Linked DNA regions of Gossypium arboreum: region 2 is linked to region 1. A link is a contact called in public Hi-C data. All regions are on one chromosome and are shown on one strand. Each heading gives the region's core, a stretch centred on a gene start, on an enhancer-like site or on the middle of the called end of the contact. The rest is flanking DNA. Distances are from core to core; before and after follow the strand shown. Region 1 holds the start of LOC108469863 (FT-interacting protein 3-like). Region 2 holds the start of LOC108468018.

Region 1 (6,728 bases), core at 1,335-3,834:
GGCTACACAAAATTGTATCTCTAAAGGTTGGATAAGACGGGGGCAACAAACAAAGTAGAATTAACCCTAAATCTTCTTTATCATACTGAACCTCCATGGCCTCTAAGTCTGAGAGAATTTCTTTAAACAAGATTAAGTGTTTGTGCACAGACGCACCTTCCTCCAAACGATGAGCATAAATATGTTGCTTCATATGCAACTTGCTAGTTAGGGTTTTCGACTTACATAGTTGCCCAAGCTTCTTCCATAATGCAGTGGTGGTCTTCTCCTTCAGCACACCCTGTAAAATTTCATTAGACAGATCCAGTTATAATTGCGTTAAAGCCTTTCGATCTTTACATCTCTTCTCTTCATCTGTCAATGTTGAAATCATCTTATCTAACCCTAGTGGGGCATCCTCTAAATCCATTTGCGCAAGAATTGCCTACATCTTTGCCTGCCACAACGCAAATCTAGTGTTGCGATCCAACAGAGGAATATCATACTTCATTATCACTATTACTGTGATCGAGACAAGCAACTCGAAAAACTCTGATACCAGTTTGTAGAACTAACATCGATAATGACAATATAGAACGATCGCAAAGCAAAAAAAAAAAAAATAAGAACACATAGATTTTACGTGGAAACCCTTTCGGGAAAAAAATTACGAGCAGAGGAGAAGAAAATTCACTAATTTCGAATTCGAATGATACAAGAGGAGTTAATTTATAGGTTGAAAAAACATTATTCTAATCAATGTCAAATAGATGAAGTGTAGTAAGGTTGAAAAATCTTATTCTAATTAATGTAAAATAATAATAAAAAGTATAGTTCTATATGGATTTTACTTTTATTTTATTTTACCACTTTATTTTATTTTAACAATGATCCGAGTCACTTAGCTCTAACAAAGAGTATTTGGAATAAGGAAATCTTGATAATCTTAATGATGTAGATTCAAGTCGAAATGATAATAAAGAGCACATGTTAAATATTAAAGAGGGACTAATCCGACAAATATGTACGAGAACAGTTAGATAAAGTTATATATAATGTTTATTTTCTTGCTATTTTTTTAGTAATCGTATATCAACTACTTTTTATATTGGCATAATACATATGATGATTTGATTTTAATTTTTGTTACATGTTTAAAAATTATTTTTATCATACTAATAATTTTTATATAAATTATATAATTGTATAATTATAATTTATACTACAAATATGGCATAACAATTACGATATAATTACATTTTATCAACCAAATATATGTAAAAAAATTACAATTTTTATTATTAAACTTTCATTCAACTATTCTATACATATTTAAATATGCAAAAAAATCCTAATTAATTTTACATGAGAACAATTTTACTCATTTAAGTTGTTTTGTACATAATAAAATCAAGTTTGACTAATTTAGGAATTTTTTGGATAGAATACTAAGTTATGAATTTCAAATTTGTTTTCCTCTTTTACTGTAAATAATTGTATTTTTATTTCCCAAAACTAATTAGCTGGTGTTATTAAATGTTAGCACATTGAATAAGGAAAGCATGAATACTAGTCCTTGAACCAAAAAGTTTTGCTTTATTCTATTTTGCTTTTTAATTTCCTGTTGATCAACTAAATAAAATCTGGAAAATGAATGGAGGAGGAAAGCCCACAACAAAATTCATTTTTAAAAAATAATTATTTTTATTAATAAAAGCAATACATTAAAACCATTTATCTGGCCAATTGATAAATTATTTTAATTGATACCTAATTATACCCTAAAATTTAATAAAATAAAGAGTTAAAACTTTTCATTTCGTAAAAACATTAATGAACAATGTAACAAATTCATATATTCATTTTTTTTTTTTGAACCAATCATCTAATTTTCAGTTAAGTTGTCAAAATAATTTGAAAAACACGCTAAATTAAATTAAAGAACAGTCAACTAAAGACGACATCGACACGCAATTTGAAAAGAATTACCACACGTGTCAATAAAGTACAGCGCGTGCCATTACGAGCACATTCAAGAGTGTTGAAATTGTATTAAAAAGAAAAAAAAAACGTCAACACCCGTATCGTTGTCGTATAAGATTAGAAGTGAAAAACAAGGTCGATATTTCTTGAAAGACCCTTTTTTATACTTTTTTTCATTTTTAATCCTTCTATTGTAATTTGACCCTTTCTGATCCTATATTTTCGAAATAGGTGGTTATTTTTTTGTTAATTTTTTCAGATAATTTGGAATGGTTTAATTTTAAAAATATGATGATTTGGCATATAAATTTTGATATTTTTATATGGTAACAATTTTTTACACGTTTAAAGAAAAGAAAACTGTATAATATTTATCCAAAACTAAAAATAATTGCAAAGTATACATGCCGCAGCATCATATATTTTAAAAAATCCAAGTGAAATTATTTAATAAAATTTAAAAATACACATTTTGAAAAAGTAAAAGGTTAAAAATGACAAATTTTAGCACATAAACTAAATTTCCCAAGAATGTTACAGGGACTTTCGTGAAATTTAACCAAAAGGGAAAAAAGGAAAGTTGGAAACTGATAATTAAATTTAAACAGTGAATCCCTTCTTATTTCGTTTTGATTTTTCTTTAATTTATCTCCATCATCTTCAGAAAAAAACATTTCATTTTACTCGTTTTAGACGACTCTCTGATATTCTCTCGGTCAAACTGTATTTTATTTCTAAATTTTTAAATTAATCTCCTTCTCTCCTAAGTTTCATAGATGCTATCATATACACTCCTTTCAAGCTTCCTTTCACTTTCCTAACAGAGCTTTCAGCTTTTAAAACAGAGGTCAGTTGTTTTTAATCTCTTTAAATTCCCTTAAATTCTTTTCTTCTTGTTCGATGATTTTATTTAATTTTTATTGTGTATTCGGGGTTTTTTCTACTCTTGGTATCTGATTGTTGGGTGTTCTTTGAAACCTGAAAAAAGTAAGCTGATTCTTCCTTTTCTTTCTTCAAACTTTAAAAAAAAAAAAAATAGACGCTTTTCATAGAGGAAAGTTTTTGCTATAAGTTTCTTAAATAACAAAAAAAAAAAACCCAGTAATTGTTTCCCAGAAGGAAACATAGACTGAGCTTTGATTTTGTAAAAGGATCAAAAAGATCCTATGTGTGTGTATATATATATTCTGATGTGAAACTAAAGTATGGTATCTTTCTCTCAGAATCTTGCTTTAGTATGAGAAAAAAATTCATGGAATTATTTCCCCTTTTTAATCTCTGACTGGAATCTCAACTTTCCTTTTTCATAATTTTACATGATAAAATTACAGATTATATACTGCTTTGTTGTCAAGAATTTGGAGAATTTAAATTGAAAAAAATAGTTATTTATATATAAAAAAATTCATTGCAGTTTCATGCTAATTCTCATTATACTGGGTTCTTGTTGTATTAATTTGTTGTGTTTTGCGCTTTTTTGCATTTTCAGTGCTTATATCCTTTCGATATTGCTTGCTTATTTGTTCATGGAGGGACTGAAATTCATCTGTTTTAAATTCATACATGAATTATCATTGTTAAACTGTTAGTTTTCTTTTTATTTCAGGTATTATTTTGATCGACTTCAATTATCGATAGTCAATAAAGTGATTTCTGGTTCCGGTTTGATTGATACAAACTATGAGTAGTCTCAAGTTGGGGGTGGAGGTGGTGGGGGCGCATGACCTGTTAGCCAAAGATGGGCAGGGATCATTCTGTGCCTTTGTGGAGCTCGAGTTCGATGGCCAGAGATGCCGGACCACTACTAAAGAGAAAGATCTCAATCCGGTATGGAACGAGAGTTTCTATTTCAATGTATCGGATCCAAACAAGTTGTCAAGCCTCCCACTTGAAGCTTTTGTTTACAACCATAACAAAGCAAACAACGCGAAGACTTGTCTTGGGAAGGTTCGACTCACTGCACCATCGTTCGTGAATTACTCCGATGCGGTTGTTTTGCACTACCCTCTTGAGAAACGAAGCATTTTCTCCCGTGCGAAAGGAGAGCTTGGTTTGAAAGTGTTTGTTACTGATGATCCTTCGATAAAACCTTCGAATCCACTTCCAGCCATGGAACCGGATGTAGTCCCGAAGTCAATTTCCAAAGAGAAAAATGGCAAAAGACACACATTTTTTCATCTTCCAAATGCAAAGCAGCCACAACAGCAGCAGCAAAAAGTTACCCCAGCACCACCCCAACAACAAATGAATTATGGAGTACATGAGATGAAATCCGGACCACAGGCGTTCCCGGGTTCATCATCTCAACCATTTGATTATGCTCTTAAAGAGACAAGTCCATTTCTTGGAGGAGGACGAATTGTTGGAGGCCGAGTCATACGAGGAGACAGACCAACCAGCACCTATGACCTTGTTGAGCAGATGAGATTCCTTTTTGTACGAGTGGTGAAAGCCCGAGATCTTCCTTCAAAAGATGCGACAGGCAGCCTCAATCCGTATGTTGAAGTGAAAGTAGGAAATTACAAAGGAATCACGAAGCATTATGAAAAGAAACAAAATCCAGAATGGAATCAGGTGTTTGCCTTTTCAAGGGAAACAGTGCAGTCATCTGTGCTAGAAGTTGTTGTGAAGGATAAGGATTTAGTGAAAGATGACTCTGTTGGGTTCGTGCGCATTGATCTCCACGAGGTTCCTACAAGGGTTCCACCTGATAGTCCGTTGGCTCCAGAATGGTATCGGTTAGAAGATAAGAAAGGAGAGAAAAAGAAAGGAGAACTGATGCTTGCAGTTTGGTATGGCACACAGGCTGATGAGGCTTTTCCCGATGCTTGGCATTCGGATGCTATTGCTCCAGGTGATAGCACTTCAGTTTCCCCGACATATATCCGCTCAAAGGTTTATCACTCTCCGAGACTGTGGTATGTCCGTGTCAATGTTATTGAGGCTCAAGACCTTGTTCCAGCTGACAAGAGCAGGTTTCCTGATGCATATGTTAAGGTTCAGATTGGTAACCAGATCTTAAAGACAAAACCAGTCCAAACTCGAAATATGAATCCAATCTGGAACGAAGAGTTTATGTTTGTTGCTGCCGAACCCTTCGAAGATCATCTGACTTTTACAGTTGAAGATCATGCAGGTCCTAATAAGGATGAGACCATTGGAAGGACTGTCATAGCATTGAACTCCATTGATAGGCGTGCTGATGATCGCTTTGTCCGTACCCGGTGGTACAACCTGGAGAAATCTTTATCCGATGCCATGGACAGTGATCGTGCAAAGAAGGATAAATTTCATAGTAGGCTCCATGTTTGTGTTTGCCTTGATGGAGGATACCATGTTCTTGATGAATCAACTCAGTATAGCAGTGATCTCCGGCCAACAGCAAAGCAGCTCTGGAAATCGTCAATTGGTGTTTTAGAACTCGGAATTTTGAATGCTGACGGGCTCCAACCAATGAAAACTAGAGACGGAAAAGGTACATCTGATACATATTGTGTTGCAAAGTATGGCCATAAATGGGTTCGAACTCGAACCATAGTAAATAGCTTGAATCCAAAATATAATGAGCAGTACACCTGGGAAGTTTATGATACAGCCACGGTTCTCACGGTGGGGGTCTTTGATAACTCTCAGATTGGAGGTTCCGATAATAGCAGAGATAACAAAATCGGAAAGGTACGGATTCGTATATCTACACTGGAAACTGGTCGTGTTTACACACACTGTTACCCGCTGCTGGTTCTTCACCCTTCTGGTGTCAAGAAATTGGGTGAACTCCATTTAGCAATACGATTTTCGTCAACATCGATGGTTAATATGATGTCTCAGTACTCGCTTCCTCTTCTGCCAAAGATGCACTACAAAAGGCCGTTGAGCGTGATACAGCAAGACATTCTGCGACATCAGGCTGTGAATATCGTGGCAGCTCGGCTTGGTCGGGCAGAACCTCCTCTCAGGAGAGAAGTAGTCGAATATATGTCCGATGCAAATGCTCACCTTTGGAGCATGAGGCGCAGCAAGGCAAACTTTTTGCGACTGACATCGGTCTTCTCGGGATTATTTTCGGCTGGAAAATGGTTTGGTGAAGTTTGCACGTGGAAGAACCCTATTACAACAGTGCTGGTTCATACCCTATTCGCAATGCTCGTTTGTTTCCCAGAGCTGATTTTACCAACGGTTTTCTTATACATGTTCCTTATAGGGGTTTGGAACTATCGTTATCGACCAAGGTACCCTCCTCATATGAACACTAGTCTTTCTTGTGCCGATGCAGTTTCTCCTGATGAGCTAGATGAAGAATTCGAGACCTTTCCTGCATCGAAAAGCTCGGATATAGTTCGGATGAGGTATGATCGTTTAAGGAGTGTCGCAGGGCGAATTCAGACTGTTGTTGGTGACATAGCTACACAAGGCGAGCGGCTTCAGGCACTCCTAAGCTGGCGGGATCCTCGTGCCACGACAATATTTGTGTTATTATGTCTGGTGGCTGCCATTGTTTTGTATGTCGCACCTTTTCAGATGATTGCTCTTCTTGCTGGGTTTTATGTTATGAGGCATCCCAGGTTTCGCCACAAGACACCTTCGGCACCGATCAATTTCTTCCGTCGTCTGCCTGCAAGGACAGATAGTATGTTGTAAATAGGTTGTGGGGTTTTCTTGGAACTGTGGACTTAACTTCGTGTTGTAAAAACATCGATTACAGCTGTTGCCTGACATGTTTTGGTGAATGCAAGTACCTACTTTATCTTTATGCATCCAATGTTAGC
Region 2 (6,486 bases), core at 272-2,771, 200 kb before region 1:
TAATAAGAAGAATCCATTATCTTTTGAAACTCCTCAGTCAATGGAGTATCGATTCAGCATATTCCTCGAGAAGAGAATAAAATAACAGATAGAGTTATTAAGACTATCCGTAACAGAAAAATTAGGTTAAAATTATTAATAGGCCCCATTGCGATATATTACACTTATTATTTAACTTTTGATTTACATTTCTTTCAAATAAAAAGAATCTTACTACTTAGATTTGAGTGACAGTGCATTAAACCCAAAACAGGTTATGCATTTACATTTATTTAAGCAAATCAAAGTTACTTCCTTTTTCTTTTTTATGTTAATATGTTGTTTCATTTGGACAAAAGAAATTAATACCCAAAAAATGTCCACTTTGTTTTAGGTATAGGCAACACAAAGCAGAGCCTTAAATTCTGTGTTTTGTTGTAATCCTTTGTTCGGTAGAATAGCAGTAGGAAAAAAAAAAAAACTAATCCTATTCTAAATGAAGGCATTTTAGATGGATATTTCTTTTAGTGTGATGTATTTAGTTTTTATTATTATTTTATTTTATGTTACAATATCGTTATAATATTTAATCTAACAGTTACGGATATTTTTATATTAATTATAAATAAATGCACCGCCATTTAAAATGACTTAGAATAATTTTAACTAATGCAAAAAATAAATAAATAAAATTTTAGACTGAAATTCGAGAACCGTTGCTCACGAGTATGATGTATTGTTTAAAGGAGCAAAAAAAAAAATGTGAATGAAAACGTGATAACATCCATCTCCGTTTTAAAAGCAAGAAAAATATTAACCAAAATTAACGTTCTCCTCGATGTAAAATGTGAGACAGTGTGCCTTACCACATGTTTATATGGTCACCAAGTCACGCCTCCTTTGATATTGTTTATTAAATTTAGGCCAGAGTTTTATATATAGTTTAGGATAAATTTTACTATTAGCCCCTGTACTCTATGAAGTTGTGGATTTAGTACTTGTACTTTAATTTCATCATTTTTAGTTCTTGTACTTTTTAAACTTTTAAATTTTAGTCTTCACCAAAAATAATAATTGTTAAATTCATTCAATTAAGGTCTATTATTTTCAAAATTTAATGCGACAAACATATTATATCATTGTGTAATGCCATGTTAACTTATTATTTTCACATATTACTCACTAATAAATTAATTAATAGATTAACAACTATCATTTGCTTCAAAATTAAAATTTCAAAAGTATATAAACTTAGAATGATCCAATTAAAGAATATGAGCTAAGTCTACAACTGTACATATAATACAAGACTAATAATTGAATTTAACAGAACAAATTTAACTTCTACTATTTTGTCCAAGACTAAAATTTTAAAATTCAAAAAGTATAAGGACTAAAATTGATCAATTTAAAGTGTACAGAACTAAATTTGATTATATTAAAGTATAAGGATTAAATCCATAATTTTTGCATAGTATAGGGTCTAATAACAAAATTAAACCTATAGTTTACCTCTAGCCTCGACTTGCCCCACATAACCAAACTTTTTAAAGTCATTAAGAAAGTTTCATTTGACCTTAATACATAAACCAAAACGACATGCAATTCCACCCTTGGCCTGCCCTTCTTAATTTGGTCTATTAGCTGATAAAGGATCGATCCTGGTTTGGTCGAGGTGGAGAAGTTTGAAGGGGCTTTGAGCTTAGCAATGTTAGGTATAAAGAAGAAATACTATGTTAAACAAGAATTGGACTATGACAAGCCCTCCATCCATGGAAGAATAAAAAGGAACAATAATAATGATCAGAACCATCAAACCGGTTTCTGTCTTATGTCCATGTTGGAGTTACAAAAACCCATTATCGATACGCCTTGTTGGCCTGTCAAGAAGGCGGCGGCTTCCACTATCATAGCTGTCTTTCTCATTACCGTTCTGATGGTTTCCGTTGGTTGGCTTGATATTGTAAGTCTTGCACAACCCTTAATTATATATATGTATATGTATACGTATGTTTATAGCTGTTTTTTTTTTTTCTATGTAGTCCTTTTCAGCTTCGTATCAAAATATGGGCGTGGGTTCCAAATCAACAACGGCAAGACACAAGCCCGAGTTCCCACTAGAATGTTCCACTGAAAACCAGACACAAACATGTCGGAGGGACTATCCTACCACCACCGGTATTCCACCCATGAACACATCAAAAGTTGAATGCCCGTCGTTCTTCCGATGGATCCATGAAGATTTACGGCACTGGAAGCAGACAGGGATCAGCCGAGACATGATCGAGGGGGCACGCAAGACGGCGCATTTCAGGCTGGTGATAGTGAAGGGCAAAGCATACGTAGAGAAATACAGGAACTCGATACAGACCAGAGATAAGTTCACTTTGTGGGGCATATTGCAGCTTCTAAGGATGTACCCTGGAAGGTTGCCGGACTTGGAGCTGATGTTCGATTGTGATGATCGGCCGGTGGTTCGTTCAAGGGATTTTCAAGGTCCAAATGCCCGACCACCGCCGTTGTTTCGGTATTGTGCTGATGAATGGAGCTTGGACATTGTGTTCCCAGATTGGTCCTTCTGGGGCTGGTAATAATGGATTAATTTACAAAATATATACGATTACTTTTCTTTCTAGTGTTTATGAAACTAAAGAGTGTGAAATGGTTAATTTGTTATTAGGGCTGAGACAAATATAAGGCCATGGAGAAATGTATTGAAGGAGATAAAGAAGGGCAACGAGAGGAGGAAGTGGAAGGAAAGGGTGCCTTATGCTTATTGGAGAGGGAACCCCAGCGTCGCCCCTACCAGGAAGGACCTTATGAAATGCAATGCTACCGACAAAAATAACTGGAACACCCTCCTATACGTTCAGGTCAGTCAAAGATTTTACCATTTTCTCCCTTCTAAATGTGTACTGTCATGGAAATTTCCTTCGGTTGTGTTCCACCGCTAGATGCGCATTGCTTCCGTGTTAAAGCGGAAAAAACAACATCCTTTTCTGTATTGGGAAAATTTTAGTCCGTATTGATCTACCAGTTCGTCCTGATAGTATCCGCCGATGCATACTATTTATGTATTAGTCAAAAAGGTAAACACATTTAAAATATAAAATTAAAATATAATACAAAAATTCACCCGATTATAAACACATTTAAAATATAAAAATTAAAAATAATACAAAAATTCACCCGATTATAAAATAAAAAAATCCTTACTCATCATCTAACTTCTTTTATAAAAAAAAAACTTCACCCTTCGAATTTTTTCCTTGTTAAATTTAAATTTAAATTTATTGAATGGTGAATTTTATATATGGAGTTTATTAACAAGTATTTTATATAATTAATGAATATTTTATATTTAAAATATATTCAGTATCATTTATTTTATATTTATTAAAAAATATCGATAAATGTAAAATAATATTCTAAAATAGACCAATAACAATATACTAATTTTAATAAAAATGATGCGTTCACCGATGTGATACTGGCTATCTAGGAAATTTCTCAATGGTGATATTTATATTTACAAATGGTTGAATTATTTGGCCGGCCTTATATTATAGAGTAATTAATGAATACAATTATAAATTGGGGTAAAAGGTAAAGTTCTAAATAAAAATAACTTTACATACTAAAAATATTGATTTGTGTCTTTAACTGATAAAGCATATTTACAATGTTTTTAAGTGACTAAAAAAAAAGTGTTGGATCATGGATGAAGTAATAAGATATAGTGTGCTTCAATGAAAAAAGGTAAATTTAAATATTAAAAATAATATTATAGGGATGAAAGAAAAAAATATGAATTTTAAATGATAATAACTAAATTATTCACTTTTCTTTTATTGTATCATTATAAAAGTTGCATTTTTCTTTAAAGTTTAAGCTTATTTTGCAGTTTTACCTATGAGCTGCGGAAATAAATTTATCAAGCTCCTAAACCTATAATATAGGGACCTATCAGGAAATTTTACCATGTAGAGATACAGTCCTTGTATTGTTAATTTTGTTATATGTTTTATTCCAGGATTGGGACCGAGAATCTAAACAAGGGTTCAAGCAATCAAATCTAGAGGACCAATGCACCCACAGGTAATCATTAAACAAATGGAGAAAATTGAAAATAAAGTCAAACGGTATGTTTACTTTAGTTTTGGTTTGATTTTATTTGATTCGTGTTTCGATTTATAAGTTAGAAAAATTGGGATTATTCAAAATTAAAGTAAACTTTACTTTTTATTATTTAATTTATAATGAGCTTTACTTTTTTTATAGTATAAAAATAAATATTTTATATTTAATTTAGTGAAAATAACTTAAAATTAGTATATAAAATTTTGTATTTTTAAAAGTTTTAAAATAGATGAATTGATCTGATTTGAATTTTATGTTTTATATTCCATTTGATTTCAATTAAATGCTACAGATATAAGATATATACGGAAGGATGGGCGTGGTCTGTAAGCGAAAAATATATCCTAGCTTGTGATTCAATGACCTTATATGTAAGGTCTCGTTTCTACGATTTCTTCATCCGAGGCATGCAACCATTGCAGCATTATTGGCCCATTAGTGAAAACACCAAATGTAAATCTCTCAAATTTGCAGTGGAATGGGGCAACATTCATCCTAAAAAAGTATTTCTTTATTCTAAAACTTTGTATATATATCAAGAAAATGGGAGTTTTTTTTTTTTCATTTTTAAAATTTGTTTAGGCACAGGCAATTGGGGAGGCTGCTGGGAAATTCATACATGAGGATCTAAAGATGGACAATGTGTATGATTACATGTTTCATTTGCTAAATGAATACGCCAAGCTCTTGAAATTCGAACCGACAGTTCCTCCGGGATCAGTCGAGCTGTGTTCGGAAACAATGGCTTGCCCGAGAACCGGTACGTGGAAGAAGTTAATGGTAGAATCCTTGGTGATGTCTCCCAGCGATGTAACCCCATGCGGTATGCCTCCACCTTATGAACCCCAAGAGCTGCAAGACTTTCTAGAAACAAAGGCTAATTCAACGAGGCAAGTGGAGATGTGGGAAAGCCAATATTGGCTTAGTCAATATTAAAAGCAACGAAAATGCTGAACTTTTGGACCTCAAGAGGTGGTCATATGCACTAGTTTTGGGATTTTTTATTAATTAAAACATCCAAACCTTTTTTTTTTTCCCAGTTGAATAGAGCAATAATCACATTGGCACATCTCTTATATAATATAAAAATTCACAACTTGGTTTAACAAAATTAAATACATAGGTGATAAAGTAATTTACATAGAATAAAATACAAAATCTTCCATAATGTTGACTACAATTCAGGATACATAATAGCGAAAACTGAAAAACAAAGCGAACTCCTAATATATATATATATATATATACTTGAGATATATAAGATATTCTCAAGTTTATATTCTTTTTTAAAAACCGCCATCTTATAAATATGAATTTTTTACAAGAAGACCAATAAGGAAGGAGATAAAGAGGAGAATGTGGAGGTTCTGAAGGCCGATTTATCCTGACAGGGTTGTTATGTTTAGGTAGGGTTTGATGGCCTAAAGGGCATGTCCATAGTAGAGGGAGTGTTTACACTAGAAAAGTGGGGTGCCATGGGGCACGAGTGGCATGTTCACAAAAAAAGATGTAACAAGTAGTCTGTTCGCAAGGACTACTAACTCGGTGGCTAGAACCCTTTTGGATGGGTCAGGAGATTGAATAAAGGTAGGCCTTTCAAGACGCTGGTAATCCGATGACTGCCCGGGCAATGGAGAGCAGAGAGTTGCTTGCAAATGCTCCTCAAGCGGCTAGTTATGTTGCCACGTGTTCAAAGTCGTAGGGGGTGTAATAAACTTCAAACCTCAATATTTACAATTTCGTTTGTTAGCTTGATGCTAAGCTTGAATGTAGTTAGAGAGCTCCTAACATATACTTGTGATATATATATATATATATATATATATATATATATATATATAAAGTGAGTCTAATAAAAGCTACAATCTTCCACAAATGTTGGACTATAATTCAAACAGAAAAAACAAAGGGAATTCTTAAAGGAGAAATATAAGATAACCTTGAGTTTTCGGAGCTTAGTATAAAAAATAAATTTAGGATTTGATCCAATTAATTCATATAATTATTTTTAAATGTTGACACTTAAGTTCAAATTCAAACCTTAGTATTTACAATCCCTTTTCTTATCTCGGTTCTATGACTTTTTTTTGTTTAATACTATAGGAAATCAATCTAGGTATGTGATTAGTTGTATCACATTGTATAGCTAATTATTAGGAGATTAGTTACCTAAAATATTGATATTCTATATTATTTATATCACATTGTAAACTGTGTAATTTTTGTTTTTCATTTATTTTCTAAAAATAGAACCATAGAAACCTTGGCTTATAATTTTATTTTAATTACCTATCTTTTTATATATATATATATATATATATCATTTTATAATTGTTTATAATAATTATATTATGTTATACTATAAGT

The links. A called contact is a pair of places that touch in the nucleus more often than the background predicts.
Region 2: a contact with region 1 is called in a Hi-C map of leaf, with 2.6 times the contacts expected there. The contact joins the promoter of LOC108468018 here to the promoter of LOC108469863 in region 1. A contact is called at or near these places in 2 of 5 Hi-C or Micro-C datasets (both in leaf).

Annotation. Positions count from the first base shown.
Region 1 is chr8:24,587,784-24,594,511 of ASM2569848v2, reverse strand. LOC108469863 (FT-interacting protein 3-like) reads left to right here and starts at 2,584. Exons shown (of 2, transcript XM_017770936.2): 1 at 2,584-2,809; 2 at 3,569-6,728. The coding sequence starts at 3,643. The coding sequence ends at 6,600. LOC108469985 (AT-hook motif nuclear-localized protein 9-like) reads right to left here. Exons shown (of 7, transcript XM_053018048.1): 7 at 6,289-6,728.
Region 2 is chr8:24,782,511-24,788,996 of ASM2569848v2, reverse strand. LOC108468018 reads left to right here and starts at 1,521. Exons shown (of 6, transcript XM_017768870.2): 1 at 1,521-1,942; 2 at 2,022-2,566; 3 at 2,660-2,852; 4 at 4,013-4,077; 5 at 4,412-4,622; 6 at 4,702-5,158. The coding sequence starts at 1,688. The coding sequence ends at 5,055.